2 separate regions of the Mus musculus genome follow, and region 2 is linked to region 1. The links are chromatin contacts, called in public HiChIP or PLAC-seq maps. All regions are on one chromosome and are shown on one strand. The core of a region is the stretch at or near the end of the contact, and the rest is flanking DNA. Distances in the headings are between cores, read along the strand shown. Region 1 has its middle 13 kb from the start of Musk. Region 2 overlaps Musk (muscle, skeletal, receptor tyrosine kinase).

Region 1 (7,507 bases), core at 1,855-4,354:
TATGCAAAAGTGTGTTATCATACAATGCCAAGTTCAACTGTCAAGTTTCAAACAAATGTTTACATCAATCTTCTGCGGCAAACCTTCATTACTTGATGTGTGGGGGAGTTAAACGTCCATCTGGGTATGAGTTAGAAGTCTACTTACTGCCTGTGAGTCAGGCATGGACTAGGCTGTGGATTGTGCCATCAGCTGGCCTGCTGCATGACACAGAATTGTCTCCACCAGCCACAAATTACATCTGTCTATGCCTCTATTTGTTAGACAATCTGGCACCAGGGACAGCTGAGAAGAAAGATTTTAAAACAGCTCATTTGATTGATGTGTTTAAAGCTATCTCTAAATCCAAATAAAAAGCTAGGTGCTATCAAGAACACATAAATCAAACATGACCCTCTTTGAGCCCTGACAGGGTCTGGCTAAGGCCACGTGACACCCACGTGTGCAAGCTACAATTGACTTACATTCAATGTTAGACCAACCAACCAACCCACCCACCCCATATTAAGGACTCAGAGGCCTTGGCTTGTACTGCACCATAAAATAGGTCACATTTTAAAGTTGGCTCAGCTGTGAGATGTAGTGCAAGGCCCAGCATGTAAGCCATGATGAGACCAAACTCAATGGTGGAGCTTAAGATTTCTGTGAAGTCTCAGTTAAAAATGCAAAACATGGTTGATGCCCAGGAGGCTGTTGGGAGATCACCTGGGACCAATGAGTGGGCACAATACATGGTGTTATAAAATAATGATACTTGGTAGCTAAATGCCAATCACTTGAACTTCACATTGGGAGAACCCAGTGCTGGGCCGTGAGGAGTTATGGTAACAACTTTTTATGCCTATGAAAACTCTGTTTGTGGGACAGTACAAAGTACAGCATCAGGTAGAGCTCAAATCAAAACAACCCCCCCAAAACGCCCCTTTTGTTGCCTGTCATTCTCACTGTCAACAACCAACACCAGCTCTATCTAATGTATGCTATGAGGAATTTTCTAGAAGAGTGTGAAGCTCTAGAAATCAACCACAAGCCTAAATACGTAAACTAGAAATCTGAGTGAAAAACAAGGTCATGGCTGGGAGGCACTTTTTCAAGTTCAGCCCAGGAGCTGCTGGACCCTGTGACTTCCTGTCACCATGGCTGATCCTTCAGACTCTGCTGCTGCTGCCATGCGCCATGATGAATGAACCCTAAAGCAACATTTTGCTTTGTTTTTGCATGAAGAATCTCATTGGCTCATCCTGGTCATGTGATCATGCGATATGCTTTAGTTACATGGAAAGTAGAATCTGGAAGCTGCAGCATCATTAATGATAGACAGGGTCTTGATGCCATAGCAGGTCCTGAAAGTGGAAGGGTGAAGGGCCTGGAGACTTAGGAGCAAAACTACATGTCTGTGCACACACACACACACACACACACACACACACAACACACTATAGCAGTGGTGAATTTCTGCATTAGAAACTTTAGATTTTTGTTTACTTATTTACACATAATTAAAAACTTGCTTCTATCTTTTCTAATTTGTTGTTGTTGTTGTTGTTGGAGATTGAACCCAGAAGTTTATACATATTAGGCAGGTGTTCCACTCCTGAGATGATATCATGAGGTCTGAGAATAACCCATGAGGCATGCAAAGTGATTCTGTCTGTTCCTTTTAATTTTTTTCCTTTGCACCCTTCGGCATATAGCTTTCACTTGGCAGCCACAAAAAGGCACAAAATGAAAGAAAAATCATGCAAGAATAGCTCTCATATCCCTGCATCCTATGGAATCCACTTCCTGGGATTCTTCCCCAAATACTCCTTTTCCTGACCTCCTATGTGCCTAGTTGACTTCTCAGCTCAAACGCCAATCTGTGTGAGCATCCTCAGACTCCCATGTGTTCTCAGCACACCTCTCTGACACTGTCCTCTCTCCCCTCTTCCCTCCTTACAACCTGCCTATTACTTCCCAGACAAGGTCTCATGGACCTCAGGATTGCCTCAAACGTATTAGGAAGCCAAGGATGCCTTTGAACTTCTGATCCTCCTGTTTCCACCTCCTGTTGCTAGGATTGCGCATGTGCCCCACTGTGCCCTGTTTCTGTAAAGCTGAATAAAGAAGGTAGATTTTTAAGTATTCTAGATGAGCCTTCCATCAGCTGACCTATGCCCTTGTGTTCTGGTCTTTTTCTGGTGCTGTGGTTATAACTCATGATCTTGGCCAGGCAAGCATTCTACCACTGAATCCCCAAGCCCTGCACTCAGTATTAATTGTTGATATCATTACTCTTCTCCTTGGCCAAGCTGCAAGTTTCTTGCTCAGAGACTTGCCCATTGCTGTAACCCCAGAGTTAAGTTCAGTTACTTGAGTAAATGCTCCTGTTTAGAAAGAAGGTGGGAAAGACACATAATGGGTTTTTCTTGCACTCCTTACATTTTTTTTTCAAATTTGAGACATTTATGACCTGTCTTGCTTTGTTCTCCCAACTTAGAGAAGATGATAAGAAAAAAAAGAACCAAATTTAATAGAGCCCCTGATGATTTTTATCTCTGTAATATTAAAAGTTAACCAGCTGCTCATAAACAATTAATAATAGAAAACAGTAATACAAATGTATCTTTTCATGAGAGTCACCAGATAATACCCGCTTGTTAATAATGTGGCATTCTGTACTGGCAGAAAAATGAATTGTTGACTGTGAAAATACCACTCAGTCATATCACTGTGCCTAAACAATATACAATCTCATCTTTCATGGCTCTCAGCTGCGTCCTGCTTGGAAGACATTTTAGACACGAGCCAATGTTCTACACATAACAAATGCTCAGGAAAGACACATGGAATTCCAGTCGGACGGAGCTTGCCCTACTGCAAAGGGCACATAAATGAATAAATACAAGGAAATCCCCTCCGAGGTGCACACACACACACACACACACACACACACACACACACACACACAGAGGCACGCACACAAGCCTCACAACAGCTGGGACATATTATAAGTTGGAGGACTTTTGTTAGTTCAGATGTTTCAGGTCTGCTTAGGCACTCTGGAGAAGAAGTAAATATTATGAGTAAGTTCATTTCCATGCTGGCTGTGGGGACATGCCAGCACGGTTTACTACAGTTTTATAATAAAACAGTCTCATAAAGGAACACCAGCATTAGTCACTCAGCACATGACTGCCAAGGCAAGATGGTCTCTGTTTTCTTCCCCGAATACTCCGAACATGATTTCATTCAGACTGTCTTCCAAATGGATTCTCTTTACACTAAACCCCATCAATATAATCAAGGAGTGCGTGCTCACTAAATCGATTATCAGTTTAAAGACATCATTCTTTTAAAGGAAATATGACCCATTTCTAGAGCTGCACATGGAAAAGTGAGGGTGGTCAAGACAGAATCATTTGGAGCATTGAAGGGAAGGCTGGTGGAAACTGGGAAGGAACAATGCAGAAGCTAGACCATTGCAGTGAGCAGACTTCACAAGAAGACAACGTACTCGAGATTGCTATAACATGGATTTACTAAGTTGCAAGGAGGAAGGACTCTCCTAACAAACACAAGCAGCAAAGGCTTGCTCAGTCAGCGCATTCTTCTTATTGTCAAGCTGAATGGAAAGCAAATATCCGTCCCTAAAAGCAGATGTAGTGAATATAAAGTCAGAAGAGGGGGACACAGAGAAATTGATCTTTAATGACCCGGGGCTAAGATAGATCTCACTGTGAAAGCTTGTCAAAGGATTAGAAAACACTCGGCCATGCTCTTCTCAGAACCTCCTACATTCTTCCCCAGGTTTTCATCGACTTAGGCTAATCCATCAACTCTTAGCTTAATTATCACTCTCCCAGAGCAACCTTTGCTGGTTGTCGTATCTCAGGAAGGGAGCCTTCAGAGCACCCCAGAGCACCCTGTAATTTCTCTTTATAGCTATTATCTCAACTTGCGCTTCCGTATTTAATCCTTGCTCTTCCTACTGAACCCTCAAAGAGAGCAGGCACCGTGCTTGTTTTGAGCACCACCGGACTCCTAGGACCCAGCACAGTGCCCGGCACATTTGTAAGCACACAACAAATATCTGTTGCATGACTGAGAGAATCCACGGGTAAGGGCTGAGAGCATTGGTGTTAGGTCCAGGTTTTCTTGACTGAAAGAAACTCAGTCCTTTCATCTGTGAAGTGAGGAGGTGTTAGCCCCTGTCTTCTAGCATTCTTTTCAGGATGAACTATATGAGTGGGTGAAAAACACTTGATGAAGAGACCAATAGAGCATATTAACACCATCCTACTAATGATAAATTTAAGAGAAATCAGAAGCCCAGTTGAAAAATAAATCTCAATTACCCTGGGAGATTCCTTGGCTGGGTACCATCAGTACTAACCTCTGAAGATATTTACCCATGTTTTCATGGTTTAGTAGAATTTTATAACACAATTTAATTAGATATGGGACTATATTAAAAAGTTTGTACCGAATTCTTTCCAGTTTAGAATCGACTAGGTCTACATGTCATAATGTTATGTACTCAATCATTATGTGTGGACCTAGTTTTGATGGCAACTGTCTATGGTAGACCTAAATATAGAACTCAGGTCTTTGGGTATCCAGGGCAAATTCTATATTGCTAAACTATTTCCCCAGCCCTGATGTCAACTGTATCACTTTTACTTCCACTCTCTCAGTAGGAACATATCTGCATTATACAAAGAACAGATCATCCAATTTAGAAAGAGGACTGACTGATCAGAAGGTTCAGAAGACAAACAGGCTTGCTGTCAAACCAAACAGCCTGAGTTCAATGTGTAGGACCTGTGTGGTAGAAAGAAAGAATGTTGTCCTTCAAACTCTGCACATGCACCATTACACACACACACACACATACACACACCACACAGACACACACACACACACACAAACCACACACCCCTCAGATACACACACACATACACAACACACACACACACCCCTCAGACACACACACCACAGACACGGACACAGCCACACACACACCACAGACACACACACACAACACACACACACACACCACAGACACACACACAACACACACACACACACCTCAGACACACACACACATACACAATACACACACACCCCTCAGACACACACACACACACCACAGACACACACACACAACACATACACACATACAACACACACACACACACCCCTCAGACACACACACACACACACCCCTCAGACACAGACACACATACACAACACACACACCCCTCAGACACACACACACACACACCCCTCAGACACAGACACACATACACAACACACACACCCCTCAGACACACACACACAACACACACACACACCCCTCAGACACACACACACCTCAGACACACACACACACACACACAAAACATAGGCACAGACACACACTCAAATGTAATAAAAATATGGAAAAGAAAAACAATCAACATTCCCACCTCCTTAACCACACAGGTAATCATCATAATTGTCTTACAAGTTTTAGGACATAGATTGTGAGTGAAAAGACTTGAACTTATATTTATGTTATAAATGAAACTCTCCATGGTTATTAAGGGTCTCTGGTTCATTCAGTCAACATTTACTAATGTCAAACACACACCAGGCATCAAGCATACTTCATAAAAGGTTAAATTTCACATTAAGGACAAAATAGTGCAGGTTCTTTCTTCAACAATTAATGTATCATCAATAAAACTATCAATATAGTATGGTAGAATCCGTGTGAGTAGAATTCATGTGGTAGAATACTGGAGAAAATACCTGAAAGGAAATTTGGAAACATACACACAGGGCCTCATAAATACAGACTTTGACTGAGTAACTAAATTCTATATTTACCTGCAGGTTTTAATTAGAAGATGAGTTAAAAATAAATAAGTCAGATATTGGCAGTTTTATTTCTCACAGTTAAATTGCAAAACTTAAACCGAATGAGTGCACAGATGATGCTATATCTGTTTATTAAAAGAAAATTTGTAATCATCAATGAGAATAAAAATATACATGAGAATGTATATAGGGTACTTTAAATATTATTGGACATATATTTTCTACATGTCATATGAAATATATATATATATCATATATGTATATATACACACACACATATATATAATATTACCTAAGTTATGGCCATACTTAAACATACTTAAAACATGGTAACTTAAATCATTGTTTTTTTTTTCTTGTTATTTTAAAATCTGAAACATATTTTTCAAAAGGAAAATATGAGAGAATAAAAAAAAATTGACTAAATGTCACATTAGCTTAGTGCAGTCTCCAAGTATTTCTTAATCCAGAAAAATGCAGCCAATCATGATTTCACCTGGCTGATGCCAAAACAGTTACTTCACTCATAAACAGACATCCACAGAAATTATCATTCTGAGTATGTAGGATAATTGTACATAGAGTGCTATGATCATAACTCAGAATTTCCATGACTTTCTGTAGTCCTCAGTTCACTCTGGCCCTTCCCTGGGCTAACCTAATACAACCTCCAGTCTGGCTCGTGGGCTACACACTGGGACTTTGAACAAAGGCCAGGAGTGAGGTTGGTTTGCAGACCTTAATCCGACTCATTACCAGGGCACTACAAAAGCAAGTCATATCTGTGGCTTTATATTTTAATTGAATTGATCTCCAGAGAGCGTCAGAGTTATGCCTGGGACACATTTATTTATCTTTGCATCAGCTCGAAGAGATTGTTGCAAAAAATAGACTGTGAATAATTTGACCGTGTCATGCTGATTCACTCCTGTGGTACAATTCATCTAGAACTGTCTGGCGCTGCGGAGTTTTGTAGAGGCTAAAGCAAAGGATGCTGTCCCCCTGAAATGGTGCATTTTTCTATACTAAAAGAGTCTTTCCAAGGACTCTGGATGTTAATGTTGCACACTGTTGAGCCATTATTGACTCAGCATCTTGTCAGCATTTTGCACAGTGTCAATGGATGATGCTAGACGGTGTGATGCTATTCATGGACAGAAGCGCTTTGATAATTTGTGTGCACAAACGGAAATTGTTAGCTAAAAAAGGAGATGTGGATGTATTTGGTGTTTGATCTTTCAATCATCTGGCAGTGAAGGGGGCTGGTACTTTGGGAAAACAATTTGTTCAGTTCTAATGTTTTATGGCGGTTTTGTTTTTCTAAAATGAACAGCCCGCCGATCAAATGAAGTCAGGCTGAACTTAACCAACTCAGGGTTCTCTGAAGGGCTGGTGGGAAACATTTCTAATCCATGCTTTGATTTCATGCTAGCTCTCAGATCTATGGTATGACCTAGCCTGTCAAGGTTACCAGCTATGCAGATGGATTGCCACTTCCTGCTCCTTAGCCCTCTCTTGCTCTCAGTGGTGGTTGACCAAGCTGGCCTCCTCTTCCCTCTTCAGGGACTTTTTTTTTTCCTTCTGCTCACAAGAATGAATGTGCCTGGGTTTCCTTCAACTTCCCAGTAAATTATTCCTCAATCTTTGCTTTCTTTGAGCATAT
Region 2 (7,507 bases), core at 2,877-5,376, 87 kb after region 1:
CAGCCCCGAGGTGATGGCCCCTGTTCTTAGTTTGTATGTTCATTAAATTGTCAACCAACCTTGTTTCTGCATCTTTATTTTTTAAGGTTTTTTTTTTCAATTTTATGTGTATGAATGTTTTCCTGTATGCATGTATGTGTACCATACAAGTGCCTTTGGATCCCATGGAACTACAGTTACAGGTGGCTGTAAGACACCATGTGGGTGCTGGGGATTGAACCTGGTCTTCTACAAGGATAACAAACGAGTGCTCATAACCTCTGAGCCATCTCCCCAGCCCCTATACCTTTATTTTTAATATGAACTTTGAGAGAGGATATACCAGGACTTGTTTCTAATTCATTCTAAATTTGAAGAAAAAAAAAAAAACTAGCAAGAGAGTAGTATTTCATTTCATAGCATAGAACACCGTATCTTTAATGTCTTGCATTATTTAAGGTATATTCATTTCAAATTTGCTTCTATAAGGAAAAACACTTACGATGTGATGATGTTTCAAAAATACAAAATTTAAGCCCCGCTGCAAGTTTGTCTTCAACTCGTCATGATTCATCAAGTCTTCTTGCCTTACACCGTTTCAGAGAGTACTGCCTGGCGGTAAAGGAGCTCTTCTGTGCAAAGGAATGGCAGGCAATGGAAGGAAAGGCCCACCGGGGCCTCTACAGATCTGGGATGCATCTCCTTCCGGTACCAGAGTGCAGCAAGCTTCCCAGCATGCACCGGGACCCCACAGCCTGCACAAGACTGCCATATTTAGGTAACAAAGAAGTTCCTCCAGACTTTGGAAGTTAAGGAAATGTTTACTGTTTCCAGTCAAGGAACGTTTGTACTTAAAGCACCTAACATTTTTAGGCTTTCTAGGCTGTTCTAATAATGTTTTTTGCTTTGCCATTTCTACACACATAATTGCAGAATCCTAATGCTCTCCTAATTGCATAGGCTTTCATAAAGACTCATTTCATTTGTTTTCAAATAAATCAAAGGGCACTTTTAACTGCTGCTTGGATCTTGCTTTATTTCATAGAGGAGCTTACAAGTGTAACATTTTCTGGAATGTATGTGAAAATGGCTAAGGAACATCTCATAGTTTGTCAGAGAAATGGCGTAATGGAAGAAATAATCCTCTTCCTTAGCCAACGATGCAGATTTTTTAAGCATGCAGAAATAAGCCACATGTTTGAAAACGCTGACCTCACAAAACACAACCCAGCCACTGCATGAGGACTGGTTTAGTTTCAAAGACGCACTCTTCACATTTGAATGCTTTTCTGTCGTTCATTTAAACGCTGAGAGAGAAAGCCACATTTCTTAGCTGTAGCTCACAGGGTCTAAGAGGTATCTTAACGCTTACTTAAAACCAATTTTTATCCTTTCCCCCTCAGATTATAAAAAAGAAAACATAACAAGTAAGTAATTTTGTTTGTGCCTCGGAAATTTGTGTCTGTAAGTGGATTCGTGCATGTATATTTACACTACACTTCCCTAAATCCAGAACACAGTGTACTAGGCGAGCATCATTAGCGCCCATGCACAAGTGTCAGAGCGCATCCACTCCCTTGGCTTCTAGCTTCTAAGTAGAACACAGAGAATGTGTGTAACACTCAGGGAATAGAACAAATACTATCTTCCACCTCAAGATGGTTGCCTGTTTTATATTTCATATGTTTGCAAAATCAGCCAAGCTTATATGTAGCCTTCTGATTCTGCAGTCACAATTTTATATTATGTAATTATTTTTGGATGGAAACAAATACTATTTTTTCCTCTATTGAGATGATTTGTGATCTTTATTTGTGACAAGTCTTTTTTTCTTTTTTTTTGAAAATAAGTGTACTGTTTTTTTTTTCTTCATCTTCTTTTGGTCCTTGAGTTATTATACACAAATTCTATATTAATTATAGAACCTCTTATTATTTGACCAAAGGGGGAAAATGAAAAGGACAACGAATCACCTATATTCCCACTTTTCAAAGTATTTTGTTTTAACTCTAAAATTGATCATTCTACTAGTAACAGAGGAAAGTTCTTAGTATGTCATTGGAATCTCAGTTTCTGGTTGTGTCTTAATATGGCATAGGAATCTCATTTTTGACTGTGCACATTTATAAGTAGCTTTTTGAGAGTTTTATACAGAGTTTGATCCTCTGTACCCCTCTACTCAACATTTCCCAGAACAAGCTCCTTTCTTTACCCACCCACCTTTGTGTCCTTTAAAAATGAAAACCTTCAAGACCAACCTGTGCCATTGTCTTTATCTGAAGAACTGGAATTTTCCGATCCTTCTTTGAAGGTGCTCAAATAAACTTGGGATTTGGGTGGCCATGAGGAGCAAGTTCATGGCCAGTTCAGTACCAGACAAGCATTCCACATCTGAGCCACGTCCTCAATGCTGGATGTGTTTGGTTATGGTCTCACTAAGTAGCTCAGGATGGCCTCAAACGTTTTGGCTTTGGTTCTGGAATTCTGAGATCGCAGATGTGTGCCACCATGCACTGGCTCAGAGTGATTGTCTGTTCAGTCCTGCACATTGACATCAGCTGGAAAGCTTAAAACAGTGTGGCTGCCTGGGTCCCCCACATACACATCCTGGTGTGTTTGGTGTGGTGTGCAATCAGGATTTGAGATTCCTTTTAACTTTTTTAAAATTGACACATAAAATTGGACATATCTGAGGAGTATTGTACCATGTTTTAATATCCTGCGGAATATTCAAATTCAGATAAGCCTGTCTCCTAGGTACCTACTTATCACTTCTTTGAGGTAAAAAGACTCCAAATCCTTTCTCCCAAGCTATCTGTACTATACAATACTCTCCTTTGAGTGTCTTAAGGTTTTCATTGCTGTGAAGAGACACCATGACCACAGCCATTCTTACAAAGGGAACATTTAAACTGGGGCTGGCTTACAGTTTCAGAGGTTTTGTTCATTATCATCGTGGTGGGGAAAAGGTGATATGCAGGCTGATGTGGTGCTGAAGAAGGAGCTGAGAGTTCTACCACTGGCAGCAGGAGGAGACTGTGTACCATACTGGGCATAGCTTGAGTGTAGAAGACCACAAAACCTACCCCCACAGTGACACACTTCCTCCAACCCACTTCAATAAGGCCACACCTCCTAATATACCACTCTCTATGGGCCAAGCATTCAAACACATCAGACCACGGAGGCCATTTCCATTCATACCACCACAGTTGGGTTTTATTGTTGTTGCTTCAGGATACCCTATTTTCAGTATAATACTTGCAACATTAAACCAAATGATTTTAAAAGGGTCATCAGAAGAGCCAGAAAAACAGCTCAAAGGGTAAATCCTGATGGATCAATCCCTGGGACCCACAGGAAGAAGGAGAGAAATAGCTCCTACAAGTTGAAATACTGAGCAACACAAACTAGCCACAGATACTAATTTCCTAGTCTTTGGAAAACAATTTTATGAGATTTTTGATAGATTTGAGAAAATTAGCTCCAAATGTTGTCAAGGGATTGCTTTTTCTGCATGTAGGTGGGTTCTGTCTATGCTCTCTGAGTTAAAAGCAAGCAGTCATCTCTGTTATCGTAATCTAGCAACGTGTCCTTATTACACACAGCAACTTGTGCTCTATGGAATATAGTGAGTCCTCAAATAGTCCTTGCTTTATGGTTTTTTTAAAGATCTTTTTACATTTAGTGTGTGTGTGTGTGTGTGTGTGTGTGTGTGTGTGTGTGTGTGTGTGTGTGTTCACATGCATCCACAGGTCAGAGGACAAATTATGAGAGTCAGTTCTACTATATGAGTCCTGGGAATCAAACTCAGTGCACCAGGCTCAACTGTGAACATCTGACCCACTGAGCCATCTTGATGGTCCTGCTTTTTGATTTCTTAATAAATTCCAAAAATCATTTCTAGTTCACAAGGGGGGTGCATTAGAGCGGTTTTTTTTAAAAATCCTTCTTTATCTTTGTCTTATCATCTTCTTGCTCAAACATGGGAACTAGGGTTTCAGTAGTTTCTGGGTTTGTTTTACTTTGCTGAAGTGAAATATCTCCTTGAACACGTCATGACTGTAAGATATTTACATTACTCTGTGCTGAGCATACTGTTGGTCTCTTCTGTGGGATGTCACATACCTTCCAGGCACAGTCAGCAGGGAACATGCCCTCTGTTTCAAAACCTTTGAAGAAGAGAAGTGCAGTCTGGCTTATTCTGGTCATGGAGAACTACACTCCATCCATTTTCTTGTCCCTTCCAACTTTCTCATCACTCAAGAACCTGGGGAGTGAATGACCGTGTGCCAAATCCTGACAAACCGATTAGTATGGTGGGTATACAGTCTCTCCTAAGCCCCCCACGGCCCTATAAGAGTGTGTGCCATGACCATGCTCCACTCCACATCCTAGTCAATGTGAGAAACAGGTCAACTGGCTTGTCCCACATGACCTGTCTAGTGTTGGGGAAAGCCAATATTCAAGCCCCAGTTTGTCTGATTAGGGCTACATCACCAAAGTCTAATTTTTACATCGTTTTAGCTTACGCTTCTCTATTACCTTCTTTTAAAAAAAATAAGTATTTATTCACTTTACAGCCCAGTATCAGCCCTTCCTCTCCTCCCAGTACCTCCTCACAAAAGTTCTCCCCCCATTCCACCTTTTCCCTCTTTAAGTGTCCCTCTGAGTGTCGCTCCCCCCTCCACGCACAAGTCGCTGCAGGACGAGGTGGATCCTCTCCCACTGAGGGCAGACAAGGTGGACAATTTAGGGGAATGGCATTCGCAGGTAGGCGAACAGGCAGCAGACTCAGAGATATCCCCTGCTTCTGTTGTTGGGGGACCCGCGTGAAGACCAAGCTGCTTATCTGCTACATATGTGCAGAGGGTTTAGGTCCAGCCTGTGCTAGCTCTTTGGCTGGTGGTTCAGTCTCTGGGAGCCCCTAAGGTCCAGGTCAGTTAACACTGTCCTCTTCATGTCCATCAATCCTTCTCTCAATTCTTCTCTAAGACCCCCCGCAGCTCCATCTAATGCTTGAGTGTGAGTCTTTGCATGTCTTTCCACTGGCTGCTGGATGGAGCCTCTCAGAGGACAGTTATGCTGGGTTCCTGTCTGCAAGCATAACTGAGTATAATTAATAGTATCAGGGCTCTTGCCCATGGAATGGGTCTCAATTTGGGGCAGTCTTGGTTGGCCATTCCTTTAGTCTCTGCTCTTTGTCACTGCACATCTTGTAGGCAAGAAACATTTTGGGTTGAAGACATTTGTCTATGTTCATAGCAGCTTTATTTGTAATAGCCAGAAACTGGAAACAATGTAGATGTCTCTCAACTGGAGAATGGATACAGAAAATGTGCTACATCTACATAATGGAATACTATTCAGCTACTAAAAACAAGGGCATCATGAATTTCTTAGGCAAATGTATAGAACTAGAAAATATGATCCTGAACAAGGTAACCCAGATTCAAAAGGACATGCATAGCATGTATTCACTTATAAGTGGATATTAGCCATAAAGTACAGGATAACCACACTATAATCAACAGACCCTTAGAGCCCAAATAACCAGGAGGGCCCAAGGGAGGATGCTTGAATCTTTCTCAGAAGGGGAAACAAAATAGATATGAGAGGTCTATGGAAGGAAAGAACTGGGTGGTAGAGGGGATGGGGAGGGAAGTGAGGCAGGGGAAATTATATATATATATATATATATATATATATATATATATATATATATATATATATATATATATATAGAGAGAGAGAGAGAGAGAGAGAGAGAGAGAGAGAGAGAGAGAGCAAGGGAGAGAGAAGGGGGATTGGCAGTGGGAGAGCAATCTCTAGGACTTACCAGAGACCTGGGATGGGGAGAGGCCCCAGAAGATCTATTGGGGTGACTCTAGCTGAGACTCCTGGCCGTGGGGGATATGGACCCTGAAGTGGCCACCTCCTGTACCCAGGCAGGACTCCCAGTGAAGGGATATTATCTTCTTTTTAAATTTCCAAGACATCACATGTAAAGCTTGCCTGATTGTTGTAACAGATTCATTCTAAAAGAGATGCCCATCGCTTCTCCCATGGTTAGGAGGGATTCTGCAGAAGCTCCTGTAGATAAAAATGTTTCTATTTTTCCATCATCCAGATAACTTGACAAGCTTTTAATCGCCATTTAGATCAATGTATAATTTGCTTCTAAAATTCAGATTCCATAATAGTTAGCTACTATTTGGGGGCATAAATGAAGTGAGAGAAGGAGGGAAGAGGGAAGGGAGGGAAGGAGGGAGGGTTTGTAATGAATTAATATTTTAATCATTTGAAATGCTGATTTGGATCCATCTTGCAGAGATGGGAAAGCTAGAAATGCAGATTTGGAAGCAATTGACTCTCTTCTGCCGTGTCTCTGCAGGCTTTCCCAACTAAAATTCATTCCATTAACTGTGAGAACGTTCTGCCCATGTTGAACTAAACTTGGTCATTATAGCTCTAATAGCTGGTTTTAGTTTAGTTTAGTTTTTGTTGTTGTTGTTGTTGTTGTTGGCTTTTGTTTGTTTGTTTGTTTGTTTGTTTTTGGTTTGGTTTTTCCCATTCCTCTTGTTCACCCTTTGTAGCACAGACTTTAAAACTATCTGGAGATGCATGTCCCATCTCCTTGTAGTTTCTTCCTCTTTATATTAAACATCCCCAATTCCCAACTTTTTCTGTGAGGTGAGTTCCAAGGCCCTTGCCTTCCTGTTCACCCTACACTGGCAGTAGGGGGCATGGAGGATGTTCAGAACTGAGTGCAGTAGACAGATCGTGATATATGAAGACCTAGAATGCAGCCATTCGCTGGGATGAAGGCTCCTTCTTGCATTAATGTGGAGTAAACCCATGACGCCTGCCTAACTGCCTCTCTCTGTGGGCTTGGGGAGGTGGCTCAGATAGTAGAGGGCTAGTTGTGCAAGCCCAACGATGTGAGTTCAATCCCTAGCACATTCGTAAAAGGGAAGAGTGATGGCCTTCACTCTTAACCCTAGTGCTGGAGAGGCAGAGATGGGGGGTCCTAGGTAGGACTCAGTTTTTACTTATTTTGAGCTAGTTCTTCTGCTGTTCTACAAAAGTCAGATTCTAGCTTTTCCTTCACACTCTCACTCTGCCCACCACAGAGCCTTTAGAACCCCCAGTGAGAGAGCCTCAGAACAAGTTGACCATCTTGTCCTTTGTTTCCCTGGTGCTATTGAAGAATGACTATCTCTCTTAATTCTTCTATAGAGAGTTAGACAAAGGTTCCAGTCATGTCATCATTATCTATTTAGGTTTAGAAACACCATATTATTATTATTATTATTATTATTATTATTATTATTATTATTATTATCATTATCATCATCATCATTATTATTTTGAAGTCTCTTTCAGATTCATGTGGTCTTTAGTTAAGAGATGTTTTGTGTATTTTCTCAAAGCAGGTCTTGAAAGAGAATCCTTGAGGGGGTGAATATCATCCAATAGTCTATCTTACCTCAATCACTGAGGTAAAATAGCAAAATACGAAGACCTC

Evidence for each region. HiChIP or PLAC-seq counts read pairs in DNA pulled down with a chosen protein or histone mark.
Region 2: a CTCF HiChIP or PLAC-seq map of the NIH/3T3 cell line shows a contact between it and region 1, with 12 read pairs. The contact joins two enhancer-like sites. A contact is called at or near these places in 4 of 39 promoter capture datasets (the 3T3-L1 cell line, 3T3-L1-derived adipocytes, epiblast stem cells and 1 more), 2 of 15 datasets of contacts at CTCF or cohesin (the NIH/3T3 cell line and large pre-B cells), 5 of 484 Hi-C or Micro-C datasets (the C3H10T1/2 cell line, the HPC-7 cell line, the Patski cell line and 2 more) and 4 of 9 other capture datasets (adipose tissue, liver, macrophages and 1 more).

Annotation. Positions count from the first base shown.
Region 1 is chr4:58,268,912-58,276,418 of GRCm38.p6, forward strand. No RefSeq gene overlaps it. Among named protein-coding and RNA genes, the nearest start is that of Musk, 13 kb to the right of the region's middle. Within about 2 kb of position 3,105, at least 47 of the 459 cell types and tissues checked have an H3K27ac peak or open chromatin away from gene starts, as enhancers often do. A contact at or near this core is called in the NIH/3T3 cell line, where this site is marked.
Region 2 is chr4:58,355,100-58,362,606 of GRCm38.p6, forward strand. It overlaps Musk (muscle, skeletal, receptor tyrosine kinase), which reads left to right. Exons shown (of 15, transcript NM_001037129.1): 11 at 582-757. Among named protein-coding and RNA genes, the nearest start is that of Musk, 73 kb to the left of the region's middle. Within about 2 kb of position 4,127, at least 8 of the 459 cell types and tissues checked have an H3K27ac peak or open chromatin away from gene starts, as enhancers often do. A contact at or near this core is called in the NIH/3T3 cell line, where this site is marked.